2 separate regions of the Mus musculus genome follow, and region 2 is linked to region 1. The links are chromatin contacts, called in public promoter capture Hi-C maps. All regions are on one chromosome and are shown on one strand. The core of a region is the stretch at or near the end of the contact, and the rest is flanking DNA. Distances in the headings are between cores, read along the strand shown. Region 1 holds the start of Vps50 (VPS50 EARP/GARPII complex subunit). Region 2 holds the start of Tfpi2 (tissue factor pathway inhibitor 2).

Evidence for each region. Promoter capture Hi-C pulls out the DNA fragments that hold promoters and counts their contacts.
Region 2: a promoter capture Hi-C map of liver shows a contact between it and region 1, with 2.7 times the contacts expected there. The contact joins the promoter of Tfpi2 here to the promoter of Vps50 in region 1.

Annotation. Positions count from the first base shown.
Region 1 is chr6:3,493,257-3,500,945 of GRCm38.p6, forward strand. It overlaps Vps50 (VPS50 EARP/GARPII complex subunit), which reads left to right and starts at 5,137. Exons shown (of 28, transcript NM_024260.5): 1 at 5,137-5,299. The coding sequence starts at 5,267. It overlaps Hepacam2 (HEPACAM family member 2), which reads right to left and starts at 1,242. Exons shown (of 10, transcript NM_178899.5): 1 at 1,144-1,242. The coding sequence starts at 1,222.
Region 2 is chr6:3,985,758-3,993,446 of GRCm38.p6, forward strand. Tfpi2 (tissue factor pathway inhibitor 2) reads right to left here and starts at 3,179. Exons shown (of 6, transcript NM_001381907.1): 1 at 3,066-3,179. It also overlaps a transcript of Gngt1 not described here.

The DNA.
Region 1 (7,689 bases), core at 3,887-6,386:
GAGAGAGAGAGAGAGAGAGAGAAAGAATCCCAGGATCACATAATAGCTAAGAATGATGTTAAATTATGGTAACATACAATATATTACAGGTTTAAATTTGATAGTATGACAATATAGTCCCTGAGATGACCACAGTTAAGGGGAACAGACAGATTAAAAATTTACAGGTAGCATTTTTATGTCAGTGAGATTTATATGCATCACATACAAATGTAGATAATAATTAGAATGAAAAGTAACAAAATACATTAGAGAAAATAAAACTTTAAATACCTCCTAAAATCCAAAGCTCAAATTGTTTTTATATATCTGTTATTCTTTATATATCTGTTATTCTTTAATGAATAAAACTCCTTTTAGACTTCTATCAGATAAATGTAAACAAAAAAAGAAACTAACTTGACGCTTAAGATCTACAATAGGAGGGATGGAAACTCTTGATGAAAAAAATACTGATGGATAACAGTGCGTCATGATATAGGGAGGCAAACTCTATGTCAAAAGAGAGAGAGATAAAAATATTAAGATCTAGTAAAAAAAGAAAATAGGACTAGTCACTGACAAAGAGAAAAGCTAAAGGCATTTTTGAGCACTGATCCTTTTAAACACATTTCTCTCATATGCAATTTTAGCTAAACTTCACATTTTCCATATTTATGTTAAAGAAGAACCAACAGTTTGCATGCTATTTTTAATTTAAGCAATACCTTTAATTAAAAGAAAACCACTACCATGAATTGTTTTGAATTAATTTAATGCACTATTAGAATGTTTGCCAATTAAAACATTAACCATTAGAGATTATTGAGCCTATCGGTAAGCCCTGGGAGAAGAGACTCCGCAGCTTTTTATGCTGCCTTAACTTTCTTAGCGAGTCCCGTTGACAGTAGCTGTTGCTCCAAGGGAACAAAGGCAATCATTTCTTGAAGCTCATTTCTCTTACATGTTCCTGTTTCTTTGCTGGAACAGTGTGTTATTGTTAAAAGGTTTTGACCTGTCCTTCAATTATCTGAGAAAATCTACAGCCCTAAGCAAATATTTACCTTATGCCTACAAAAAAAAAAAAAAATCCACAAAGAAAGCCAACAAAACCCCAAAACTCAAACCCCAAATACCTAAAAGCCAGCTCGCGCAGGCCCTTACCTATAAGAAGAAGGTGTATTTTGCAAAGAGAGAGCCCAACCATGCTTCTGAGAAGCTCCATAAAAGCATCCTGTCCCATGCATGCGGCGCCCTGTTCTCAGTGGCAAGTTGGTTCATGGACCAGCAGCTGCTGGTTTATTTGCTAGGGAAATTAGCAGTGAGGTAACAGACCCTAGCCTGCCTCTTGCTTCTGTGATTTGAATACAGAATGAATGTGTATACAAAGGACACAGGCAGTAGGAACACCTGTTATATGTTCTGCGAGAACACAGGGCTGTGGCTTTCAAATAGTTTCTTGGTGATTCTCAGTAATTTTTCAGTATTGCTTTATAAATTATACTGAGTTATTCACAATAAGAAGGAGGAAGATACTCTCTTTGCGTGGCCTCGTGATAAATAAAACCCAGATCTACTTTCTTATCATGAAAAATTATGCCATTATTTTGAAATTTGAAAAAAATACTTTCTATGAAAATTGAAGTACTTTATGAATTTCCTAAGTAGCCATTTTTCTTCACAAAATTATCATGTGAATTATCATGTAAAGACTGTACCAAAGAACCAAAACAGAGTATTAGAGATTTTTTGTGTTTTATTTTCTATTACAAATGGCTGTGATGGTTTTATTGGATCTGTGTATTCATCTCACTTTCTTAAAAAAAATAAATCACATGTCGTTTGCAAGTGGAGCTGAGGCATACATTTTACATAATGACAGTGTGTAGCACACAGCAACAGATAGTACTTGGGGTCATATTTTCTCAGCTCAAGCTTAGAGGAAGTGAACTAGTAACCATTAAAATCTTGCTTGTGTGTTCTGGCTGCATCTTCTAGCTCTTTTCAGTGCCATGAAGTAGGTGGGCTGAGAACTTTGCTTAATTCAGTAAGTTCCAAGAGAGCTATTGTTTGTAAGAAGGCTTTGGTCCACACTTTCTGCATGGAATGGAACATATCTAGAAACATTTGACCTGAAGCTAGTAGAATTCTCAATATAAGTAATTTTTAACAGGATAGTCTCACTGAAGAAATTCAGTGATTAGAGTGTGGGAGTGAAGGAAGGCATGGTTTTTCATTTTAACTGCTTCAAAGAAGACTGTTATTCAAATATTATTTAAAAATTAAAAAAAGAACAATTGTTATTCTGGAGAACAACTTTGGAAATACTCTTGATGTCAATGTTCCCAACTTGTTGAAGATGTGTCTAAAGGCAAAGACACTACTGTTGGGAAACCTGAGTTCTTTATACAGTTCAGTTGCTTTATAATGCTTCACACCTCAGAAATATGTCAAGGGCATCCTCAAGCCCAGGCAATGACTACAAGTTTCTCCACACCCTCTAAATTCTGCACACATACATATTCACTTCAATGTATTTACTTAGATATATACTTTCCTTCTCAGATCCTTGACTACAGCGAACAATCTTAGTCATTGACATCCAAGCATAATTCTCATTTTTCTTAACATGTTTCCCCAGAAATAAACCCCTGTGCTCTTTAGTCTATGTTGTCTGCTCCTTAGCCATTCCTTAAGAATTTCACACAAATTTTCATAACAGACTGCACAACATCCAATTGGAAAAAAAAAAACCCATAGGATTTAAATAGATACCCCACAAGCTCCTTCACTCCATTTAGATCATTCTTCATATTGATCAAATAAGATCATTCTTCATATTGTCCTTAAACTAAAAATGGCTTATTATGAGAGTTCCAGGATCCTTGGTAAGATGTGGGAAACGAAGACAGTATGGAGGGGTGCCCCTAGTATCAAATATATAGCATTTAAAGGACTTACGAATATTCCAGTATTTTCCACATTTTATATTAAAATGCCAACTTTTGTGACAGAAAGAAATAGTAGGTATTTTAATAAGGACTTAGATACAAGAACGATCCATTTTTGTGCTCTTTTCCCTGTTATTATATACATTCAAATTTTTGCATTATATGTGTGGTTTGTACAAGAACTGTTCACATTAACCATGCGCCCTCTAGTGGTTTGCTGGTAAATATAACTGTTTGTGACAGTACTGGTGAATCAGGAGTTGAACATTGAAATCATACAGGCAAATTTAACTTCAAGAGCTCCCAAAATGACAGAATTCCTAAAATAGTTCCAAAGAGTTTTCTAAGAAAAGGAAAATTCTCCCAGAAATATGGCATCACTTGGAGGCAGTGGCAGGGAGATCTCTGAGCTTGAAGCCAGCCTGAGCTATATAATGAGATCTCCTCTGGGGTTGGGAGGTGGGGTTGGGTTGTCTTAACACAGTATTTCATAGCACAGTTGATAATCTACCATCTGCTTCTGTAATAAAAAAAAAAAGGTCCCATATCCTCGACTGTTTACTCACCTTAGTTATATTTGCATTAAAATGAATGCACTAAAACCATTTCTGTGCATAACGATTACATTAATATAAGGAGTCACTGAAAGTGTGTGGGTGATGAGGGCAGGACTGCTTTCTGGTCTTGCCAATCACACATGGTTTACTGTTCATTTACATTATTGGGCTGGTTTTGTTGTACACAGTGAGCAAGCATCTACTACAAGCATTTCAAGCAGCTGTAATCTTTAATACAGACCCCTTCATATCTGTAGAATTATTTACACTAGGAGAATCAATTGGGGGAAATCCTCAAGATTACATGAATGGTTGTATCTAAGGTGAACTAACTTTGTAATTACATTGCTCCCAAAGAGAAGTGCATCTGCAGGAAAAGCCAGCCACTAGAGGAGGCAACTGCATAGGCGATTTCTGAGCTAGTGTCCAACCCTCCATACAGTCAAGTTTATGCTTTGCTTTTATAATAAAAACATTAGTTATTAGTTTTTATAATACGTTAAACTAATGTAGTTAAAAGGCACTGGTGTCCTGATTTAGGAGTCACTCCTCAGCATAATACCGGGAACCTTTAAGCATTTAAGTCATCAGTTTATACGTCTAACAATCTTAGGTAAGTATCTTAACTTCTCCATGCCTGTTTCACCATTTTTTAACATGAAGATGATGGTAACTCCAGAAGATGTTCATGCATACGAGCTTGCGGGTGTGTTTCTTGTGTTTTTCTTTCTTTCCTTTTCAATCTTTTTGTTTGTTTGTTTGCATGTTTTGTTTTCTAGAGGGAGAAAGAAAGAAGGTGCGTGGAAGCAAGTGTGGCGGTAGGGGCAGATCTAGGATGAGTTGGGGGAGGGGAGACCTGATCAGAACATATTGTATGAAAAATTGTAGTACAAAAACAAAACAAAACAAGGAAAAGATGCTCATGTAGATAAATGCATAAGGTCATACACATGAAGCCATTAACAAAATTTCTCCCAATTCGTAAGTTTTCATTGTTACCTATTGTTATTAGCTCTGGGTTTGCTGCCCCCCACAGCAAAGTTACCCCGTTACTTTCTCCTTTATACTACTAATAACAAGATCAGGGCTTTAAAGTGACAAGTGCCCTCATACTTACTGACATCTGCCTCGACTTGCCTTTGCTAAAGCAGGTAGAAAAATGATAGGTGGGGTAGACGAAATCCTTTGATTTTTCTAGAGCGTTTTCAGGAAATGCCAAGAATGAAGAAGAACCTACGGCTGGCCATCAGTATCTTAGGGGTCCTGCCTCCCACTTTCCTCAGGGCACACCCAGAGCCACTGGGAAATTCCTTGTCTTAAGTCACCTTTCCAAGTGCTCTTTATGGAGGTCAATCAGTCTCTTTCCTCGCCTCTCTAGCCCAGGTGTGCTTTCTCTTGCACTCCTAGAGGGCATCTTGTCAAAGTGGACTATCTACAGACGCTTCAGAGTTGTTTAGTTCAGTGGCCAGACTACCTAAGTCATAGGTATTCGCCTCGCCCAACGCTCTTCCAAGTCCAGGTAGTGGCTCTGGAACAGAAGGAGTCCCAGTTCATTGAAGCGACTGCTTCTTGGGAAATGTAGTACTGAAGTTGGCCTCCTCCTTTGATTGCAGCCGGAAAACTACATTTCCCGTCATGCTCGGGGAAAGGAAGGCTGACCCAGGCGGGCAGCTCCACGTGACGACTCACTATGGCTTCCCTGTGTTGTAGCCGGCTGTCTGGTGGGATTATGTGATTTGTTACTTCTCCGAGGCAGGGTAATTGTCTCTCGACTTCGACATGCAAAAAATCAAATCTCTCATGACCCGGCAGGTGAGTTCTGTTTTCTGAACTAAAGAGCTTCCCGCTCCCGGCTGTGAGAGGCGCCGAGACGCCCAGTTCCTTGGTGGCGGCGGGCGTAGGCTTAAGTTATAGTGGGTGGCGGGGCTCAGGGGTGTTGGGCAGCTAAGTAGTACACTGGAAATCTCAACTGAGCCTCCTAGATCCGACCTCGACTCCTTGAAAGAAGTGTCTTCCTACAAACATTTCGTTTAGACAAAGCCAATCAGGGAGCTGGGCTGTCTTTGTACCTTCTCCTTTGCTTTAGTTTCCTTTCCAGGACAGCCTTAGCTGCTTTGCAGCGTCCCCCTCGTCCTCACTGGTGGTCGTTTGCCAGTAGGTGCCCTGGAAAGTGAGGTGGGGTCTGTGCAGTAGAGAAAACTCGAAAGAGCAAGGGTGAAGGCAAAGGGCTGTTTGTAGCCAACATTGGTAGTGTTGTGGATTGGCAGTAACTCTCCAAACTTGTAGCTGTGTTTTTGGATTTAAACATGGGAATGACAATTCCTTTTCTATCCCCCTCCCATCTCAAAGTATCGCATTGTAAGTCACCAGTAAGCTAGTATATGTCAGCATTCTTTGTGTATTGCTACTTAAAAAATAAAATTCTGACAAAGAATTTTTTTTTTCAGAATGATAATTCAGGAATAAGACTGGTACTATATCTTGTCTCACATATGTTAGAGCTTCCTAATACTGTGTCTCAACTTCCTTCGAGGAGTTGAAGAAATGTATGTTTTTTTTAGGTATTTATTGATCATTTTATTTCAGAAACCTTTGTTTTGACTGTAGCATTTTTAGCTACTGAAACATAATTAGAATTTTTCTTTGTTTTAATAAGAAAGAAGTGCAATTTAGATGAGTTTTAAAATCATTGTGGCTTAGAAATGTTGGTAGAGTCCTTTCTTTAAAGCTTCACTTATAATTTCTTTTTCTTAACAAGAGAACAGAAGACTTCTTGTCCTGCTTGAGGATTCAAAGTGTCAGCAGTAGTGGGACAGACACTTGTAATTTCTTATAGACAGTACGTACGTGATCCTTGCATAATGCTTTTCTTTTTCTTGATTTGAGTCGAGAAACTAGGAAAAAATTTTCTATGAATAATAAAACAAACAAGCAGGGGGCAGAGGCACTTAGCAGCCTTTCACGTTGTTGGACACTGGCGCTGTGCGTCTTGCTGCTTCTTACTTGAGAATAGGTTTGGAGGCTGCTCCATCCTGAGGTGAGAGGAGAGGGAGCAGACACTCAGGAGCCCCTCAGATTTGGATGACTACATTCTGGTTTTGCGTTCTGTCTCCTTGGTCTTGCCTGTTAAGCAGCATAGTCCATTGTCTGCCATACAGCTTATAAATACCTTGGGCTGCTGCATTTGGGTTTTTTCTTCCTAAGGTTGGTGCTCTCCTTAAATTCCAAAGAATTCCAGAGAACTGGTGATAATATATCCATAATGTTTGTAAATGTAATGCTGACTCTGCAGAAAGTGTGAATTCTTAAGCCTCACACAGTTTACTGAATTATAGTAGGTTATATCTGTAGTTAGTTGGAGAAAAAAAATCTTTAGAACGTATACAAGAAACTACTGTATAAATAATAGTAATGTAAAGTTAACAGGTTTATGCAAATGTGTGGCCCTAATTATATATGTTTAAAGCTCAATTTATACATATATTATTATTGTGCTGTTGATGTATATTAAAGAGATGAAATTCTGATTTATGAAAATTTAATTTTATTTGGGTTCTCTCTCTCTCTCTCTCTCTCTCTCTCTCTGTCTCTCTGTCTCTGTGGCTCGATTGCTCACCATTTTGATTGTTCTTTGCAGAACGTTCACAGGGATGGGTGCCCTTAGTTAGCTGGCCTTATGTAGATGAGACCTGTGACTCATCGTTCCTCACTATGCTGGCTTCTGTTCATTCAGTTTTGTCAAACTGAATTGAGTGTTGTGGGCCAGGCACTATTCCAGCAGATTTGGGAGAGGCAACAATGAATAGAATAGACAGTGAGTGCTAAGGAAGACTTGGTGAGGGAAATGTTTCAGGGAAATGTTTGAGGAGAAGGAAATAAGGAGGCCTGGAAGGCTTGGTAATTTAAGTTCAATTATATCTGTAGATATGGGCTGGTCCTAGAAAGCTTCAGTGCAAAAATAATACAAAGGCCTGAGAGAAGTGAGTGGGTGAACTGGATTAGTGGATAACAGCAGAAGAACAAATTCAGGAACTATTACGGTCCACTGTAGGCAGACTACAGGGAATAAAGGAAATGGCCTTAGGAGATGATGTTAGGACGTAGGCAGGAAGCAGGTGACACTGAACTTTACAGGTCAGAGCATGCCTTGACTTTTGTTCTGAGTGGCCATTTTGGCCCGTTTTAGTAATATACTTAAGAAG
Region 2 (7,689 bases), core at 1,929-4,428, 490 kb after region 1:
CTAATCAGCTATTAAAAACGGTGAATTTATGAAATTCTTAGGCAAATGGATGAAACTAGAAAATATCACCCTGAGTGAGGTAACCCAATCACAAAAGAGCACACATGGTATGCACTCACTGATAAGTAGATATTAGCCCCAAAACTCGGAATACCCAAGATACAATTCACAGACCATATGAAGCTCAAGAAGAAGTTAGACCTAAGTGTGGATACTTTGGCTCTTCTTAGAAGGGGGAACAAAATACCGATGGGAAGAGATACAAAGTGTGGAGCAGAGACTGAAGGAAAGTCCATCCAGAGATTGGGGATCCATGCCATATACAGTTACCAAATCCAGACAGTATTGTGGATGCCAACAAGTGCTTGCTGGCAGAAGTCTGATTTAGCTGTCTCCTGAGAGGATCGGCCAGTGCCTGACAAATACAGAGGTGGATGCTCTCAACCAACCATTGGACGGAGCACAGGGTCCCCAGTGGAAGAGCTAGAAAACTGAAGAAGCTGAAGGGATTTGCAGCCCCATATGAGGATCAACAACACGAAACAATCTGAAACCCCAGAGCTCCCAGGGACTAAACCACCAACCAGAGTACACATGGAAGGACCCATGGCTACAACTGCATATTTAGAAGAGGATGGCCTTGTCGCACATTAATGGGAGGAGACACCCTTGGTCCTGTGAAGGCTTGATGCTCAGTGTATGGGAATGCCAGGAGACAGGGTGGGTAGTGAGCATGGGTTGGGGGGAGGTGGGGTGTGATAGAGGGGTTTCAGAGAGGAAACCAAGAAAAAAGATAACATTTGAAATGTAAATAAAGAAAATATCTAATAAAAAATTTCAAGACGGGCATGGTGGCGCACATCTTTAATCCCAGCACTGGGGAGGCAGAGGCAGGCGGATTTCTGAGTTCGAGGCCAGCCTGATCTACAGAGTGAGTTCCAGGACAGCCAGGGCTATACAGAGAAACCCTGTCTCGAAAACAAACAAACACCAGAAAAAGTCAACCTTACTTCTGTTTCTATTTTTAGAGAGAGGAAAGGAGACAGGAAAGGAAGGAAGCTGAACAACTTTAAGATTTTAAGCTAAGAGCAGATTCAACTTGGAAAACATAAAAAGAAAAATTTAAAGTTGAGTAGGTAGGAAAGTAGGGTGGGTCTGGGAGGAATTGGGGGATGTAAACATGATCAAATACATTTGAATGGAATTCTCAAAGAATTAATAATATTTTTAAAACGATTATAAGCCAAGAGAAACAATCACTTTTAATGTGTTTTGGATACAAAATATGTTCATTTTACAATAATTATGTTATTGTGTCTTAGCCTATTGCCTCAGAGGTAGGATGTTCACTTGGGACTTCTGAGGGGTCAGCCCTTATTTCAATGTCCCTTGGAAAAACCATGTATTGTCCTATTTGACCCAGGACAGGGAATAAATCTAAAATTTTTTATCATCAATATCCATGCACTTAATATAAGTTAAGCATAGTTTTGACAGAAACAAACAAACAAACAGAAAACAAATAATATCAACAACAAAGGCAGAAGCAGATCAACCTGAGGTATTATATAAGCCATGTATTTAAGGAGAGTCTGGCAAAATCTCAACGTAGCACAGGCATTCCTGGTCCCTCATATCACAGTGATGGATATGAGACACCGGAAATGCCGGTGCTAAAGGTAAAGAAATCATTCCCTATCTTAGCACCCAGGGAGCTTTCTCCAACTTTAAGGACGTCTACTAAGGCCAAACCAAAAGTTTTGCTTTGACACAGAAAAATTTTAGGGCTAGTTGTATAATAATTATATTTTAATACAAGCTTAAGCATTAGGGTTAAGAGAAAGTCACTCAAGGAGAAAATAAGACATACTCGAGTGTGATGATATTTTTTAAAGGAAAGTAGCTTTTAAAGGGGAAATTCTTAGTGTAAAATGGCATCTCTCTTTCCCACATTTTAATCCTAAAACAGGCCATAATGTTTTATGTGATCCTGATTTTTATTCTGTTACAAAATGAAGAGGAATGTTCAGAGAGAAAAATAAGGGTTAATTTAAAATGTATTTCTAGGCTTTATATAACTTTTAAATATTAACATTTACCTTTTTAACACTGTAAGCTTGCAGGTAGTTTTTAGAGCTCCTACTAATTTTTGTAAATTACCAATCTTATCACTTTGGGTAATTTTGAATTTTAATTTAAATACTCATGTATGTATGATTTTCTTTGATTTTCCTATCTAGTACCTTTAGTTAAGGACACAAAACTAATCAATGTAGAGATAGTAGATGTCCACCATTGAGTCAATGTAAAGGCAAGATACTTTTAATTCAGTTTTCTCTCTTTTTAAAAAAAAAAAATGTCTTCAGACAGTGGTGGTGTACGCCTTTAATCTCAGAAAGCAGAGGCAGGCTGTATCTGTAAGTTTGAGGCCTGCCTGGTCTACAAATCAAATTCCAGGATAGCCAGGAGTATGCAGAGAATCCCTGTCACCAAAAACCAAAACCCCAAATCCAAAACTCAAGAACAAAACCCCAAAACTAAGCCTAAACAAACAAACAAACAAGAAGACCAAAACAAAAATCAAACATACAAAAATTAAAAAAAAACATGCAAGGTGAATTAATATACCTTTCATATATGAAACCCATTGTGCTAAATCTGGCTTTCTTCAATCACGTTCTCCCCTTGTTAAATCAAATAGGGAGGAGAAACAGAGGAACAGACTGAATTTAGTGATGTAATAAACTGAAAGGTCAGAAACCATGCCTTTAGAGGTCTGAAAGCCAACCCAAAACAAAATCCAGAACTGTTGAATATCAGGACAAAGCTAAGAAAGGAACGTGGTATTTTAAACCAGATACATTGAAAACAAACAGAAAACGAAAATCTAACAGTATCCTAAATAGCCACCTCAGAACATACAGCAAATGAACTTTAAACCAAACCCGGGGACAGTCACATCTCAGAAAGAATCAAAATTTTCCCAACCATGATTACAGCTCCATGAAATTCTTATCGGAACAAAACAAAAAGAGTCACTAAGCAAGACTACATTTCAGATATACCTGTGATAGCAGCAGGAGAAAAGATGGCAGCTAAGCAGAAAATTCTCTAGGACATGGTTCAGATGCTTGTCTGATAACACTGTTAGCCATTTGATTGGCGGAAGACAGTGGTCTGGCAAGTCAGCACACTGCAAAGGGCTTCACCTGTTACAGGGACACTAGGTCAAACACAAAGGAGAACAAAGGTGGCTCTTTACATGGCTAAAGATTAACTTAGGGTAGATGAAAATTAGGCTCTGATCTCCAGCTTCCAGAAAATCACGAGTGAGACTTTCAGCTATAGACAGAGGCTTCAGCCAATGTATTGGGGTGGGGGTGGGGAGTGTTTGTTTTGTTGTTTTTTTGCTTGGTTGTTTAGTGTTTGGATTTTGGTTTATTTCTTTGGTTTGGTTTGGTTTGGTCTGGTTTTCTCAGGAACTTTCTTCATACCTGTTTGCTTGGCTCGTGTTCTTCTTTTCCTGGTTTATTTGATACCAGGTAAATGTGGATAATATACTTTTAAATACTATCATCTACCTATCTTGCTAGAGTGCAAGTTTCTAGAGGGTGAAGTGAGTTTTTCTCTTTTATCTCTGATTTACACTTAAGATTTTAGAATAAGTTCCACAGAAAATAGGATCTCAGTATGTCTCTATATTTATTATTGGACAAATAAAAAGATGCTAGGTCTTATTTGTTCTACAACCCCAAATATGATAAGAAATGGTACTATAGAAAAGTTTATGTCTGTATGATTTTAAGTTTATTAAGCATAATATCATTTCTGCAAAACTATGCACACTGTGTGTTTCTAAAGCAAGAAATAACTAGAGCATTCGCAGTGCTGTACGCCATGCAGAACAAATGGCTTCTAAGCAAGAATTTGAATAATTTCCCCCTCTTCTAATTCTTCGTAACAAATACTTTATTTATCTGGAATTCTTGCTTGAAACACACATGTGTCTAATATGTGGAAACAAACAGAAAGCAAGTCCACTTGCACTAGCTCATGTTAACTTGCACTAGCTCATGTTAGTTAATTCTGGGAAAAACTCATTGGGAATTATGACAGATATCACGGAGGAGACATGGAGTCCACACTTGCATAGTTTCATGTTTTAAAACCCCCTCACTGATGGTGGAGCTAAGGGAACAGTGGCCTTTGACTGCCCAGCACTGACCCCACTGTGAAATATGGTTGCTTGCTTCAGTGCGAGTCAATACAAACCATTTTTAAAAGAATTCTCAATGTATTAAGATACAAGCATAGAAAACATCTTAGTAGAAATTTCATACCAACAGCTATGTTTAACTCCTATTTTCCAATGTGTAGATTCTCTTTAATACCCTTTAGATAAATGGCATTACTGTTGGGCATATTTGGTTTTTAGTTTAGCTTAGCACTTAAGAACTAGAAAAGTCAAGGGGACCAGTGCTTCCTTCTCTTTTCTGGATTTATGGTCATGAAGTTTGTATAACTCACGGTCTTATTCATATAGGAAATATTTTATAGGGGCCTATGTAAAATCATCACTATAGTACTAGGGTTGTATTTGTGGAATATAAAAACGGAGGCTCATTTTAAAGCAAGAAGATGGGTTTTTGGAAAAAGACAAAAACCAAGAACGTTTATTGAGCTGTTGTATTGTGATACAGCCCACAAGCTGCTAATGTGCAGCATCCCTGATGACATGGTGCTAAATACAATCCCATGACTATGACAGGTCATACAATTTTCTAAAAGGAGTAGAATACTCTTGTACCATGGTCTTATTTTTCTTAAAAATATATATTTTATTACTATAAAACATACTGTAACTAATAACCATGATATATTTTTGTATTTAGTTGTAAAGTGAAGTTAAGCCCAAGTTTGAAATAATTATGCATATGTTTGTCATGCAAATGTTTGTCATTTACTGGCAGTCAGTCTAGAATTAGGAAAGTTTGTCTTATGTATTAAGGCCACAAAACTGGTGAAATGTAAACTTCTCCCCTAGGGGTCTTGATTTTTTCCATTGGGAACCAGTCTTCATATGGGGTACATCTCATGGGCTTCTCTTTCCCCTTGCTGCTCTCTGCTTTGCCTTTGCTTCTTGCAGTCTTTGATGGCATATGACAGAAGATGAAGAAAAGGAGCGAGCATCTTCTTAACTGGAGTGTGGTCCTCTATCCTCATCCCAATGAGCACCAGCCATTACCTTACCTTATTGGGCTTTGGCCTAACCTGAAAGCTTAGACTATGAGGGATGAAGAAAAATTTAGTGTTGTCTGTTTTCAATTTTCAACTGCATTCTTGAGTATGAAGAAACAACTAAGCCATTTATATTAATTTAAAAGAAGTGTGTGGAAGTAGAATTCACATCAGACCAGAAGATGAGCTTTTATATTGGAAGCATCCCATCATTGTGTGATTCTGGGTGTTTGCATTCTGGACAAGCGTTGTGTCACTGTAAGATGGTCAGACCACAAAGAAGAAAAATTGTGTGTGTGTGTGTGTATATATATATATATATACACACATATATAATTTAATTTTTTACATTTATTTACTGGGGGTTGGAGGGTATTAGCATAAGTGTAGAGATTCTCTAACATTTATGGCCCAAGGGATTGAAATCGTGTTGTTAGGCTTAGTGTGACTAATACCTCTATCCACAGAACTGTCTCACTAGCTGTGTCTGACTTCCTTGAACCCTTAACTGCTATTTAACTCTAAACATTAAAAACCCCCTCCCCACACACGTAAGCTCTTTCTCATCTGTCTCAGTATCCTTGAGGAGGTTGAAATTTGTGTTCCCTGCTTTCGGTATGTGAAGTCTCTTTGACTTTTTTCACACAGACCTAGGGCTTTCAATTTGCAAGCTTTCTAGAATTTTCTAAGACTGTTCTCTAAAATAAAAAATGTATATAACATGTATTAAATATAACATATCTAATTTTAAACCTCGATTGAGAAATCACCTATTAAAAATGATGTTAGATAGATGTCATGCTTTCCTATAGCAAGGGAATATGCCGTAAGGCGGTGATTTCATCTGCATGTTTGATTTTATTCTAGTGAATATTATGCAGAACAATGGGCAGCTGTGAGGACTGAAACATCTGACAAGTATTAGACTTCCTTGAAGCAGAGCCCAGATGCAGGTTGTGGTTCAGATCACTGAGTCATCCAGGAGAACACTCATGGAGAAGCTCTAATTTAGTGAGGAAGTAGGATCGGCAGAAGATGTTAGTAACAAGAATTCTAGCCTCATCCTGACCTTCCTGGAGCACTAGAAAAATTTCAGTTCCAGCAAAGATTTCTGTCAAGACAAAAAAAAGTTATGTTTTTACGGCACCACCCTGGCAAGTTGTCTGCTATATCCTTTGGGCCTAGATAAGAACATAATCTCCCAGGCGTGTCCAGGCAAAGTGTGTTCTACAGTCAACAACCAACTTGGGACCAAGATTTGTCTGTAAGAGTCAATAACCTCAGGAGATGGTGGATGAATACCTGACCCTAGGAAAGGAGATCTCGGTAGACTACAGCAACATATATTCTCAAAGGAGCCAAATTATGTGCACATGATATCTTTAGGAGTGTGTAAAGAGGTCTCAGATAATGCCACATAAGAAAGTACAGTCTAAGAAATTGGAGATGCATGGATACCAATTAATAAAGGCTTGTTCTACCATCATCTATATTTCAGGTAAATAAGTCACAGGCTTAATAATTGGTCAAAATCATACAGTTGTCAAGTACACAAGGATGGTCATTTGCTTTTGGTAATTGACTAGAATATTCTGGAGCAGAAAAATCAACTGGTGGATCTATCTCAGATCTGCTTAAGTCAAAATTCTTTTCATTGTTACCCTTATAAAAGGCACTCTACCGTGTATAAACCTTAACAGTCAACTGTGATAACAATACACACCGAATTGCTTCTCAGACATACTGTGGTGCTACAGCCAGTGTGGGGAAGTTTGTGTAAATGGTCGTATCAGTGAGTAAGAAGTCAGAGGAACACGTGTGAAGTTCTACAGTTATTCCTTTTACAGAGGAGTCAGAGGGAAAATGAGAATAAGACAGAGACTGGGCTTCCACCTGCCAAGGGTCTGGTAGAACTGACTCTGTACTGTTGCATCATTTCTTACAGAGCAGAGTCGGGGAAGTGAACCTAACAGGTGACAGTAGGCTCCTGTCGCCAGCGTTGGCTGCTCCATTCTAGGTCTGTGTTGCATATGCGGAGTTTTTATTTAAAAAAATACATGAAGTACCTCTTCCTCGGGAAGCATAGGACAGCTTAAGGCTAGGAGGCATACAATATTTCCCTAAATGTTTTGAGAATGAAAACAACACATACTTAAACAGTAGTTGTTGTGATGCTGCTTAGCAGAATATTCTCCTGGAAATGTACAATGTCATATTGCCTGAAACAGTGCGTGATCTGAATAGTTCACGTTTCATACAAATATTTCCATATGAAAATTAAATTGCAGATGTAAAGCAGAAAAGGAGAGGAGCAGGGGACAGACACGGTGTCATTTAAGTATAACAATATGTCTTTCAAGTAATTTCAGCTATGCCAACAGCCAACAAGCCATCTTCTCTATTACCCGTGAGTCTAAGTAAGAGGAAGATGCTAGAAGAGTTTATTCCTCT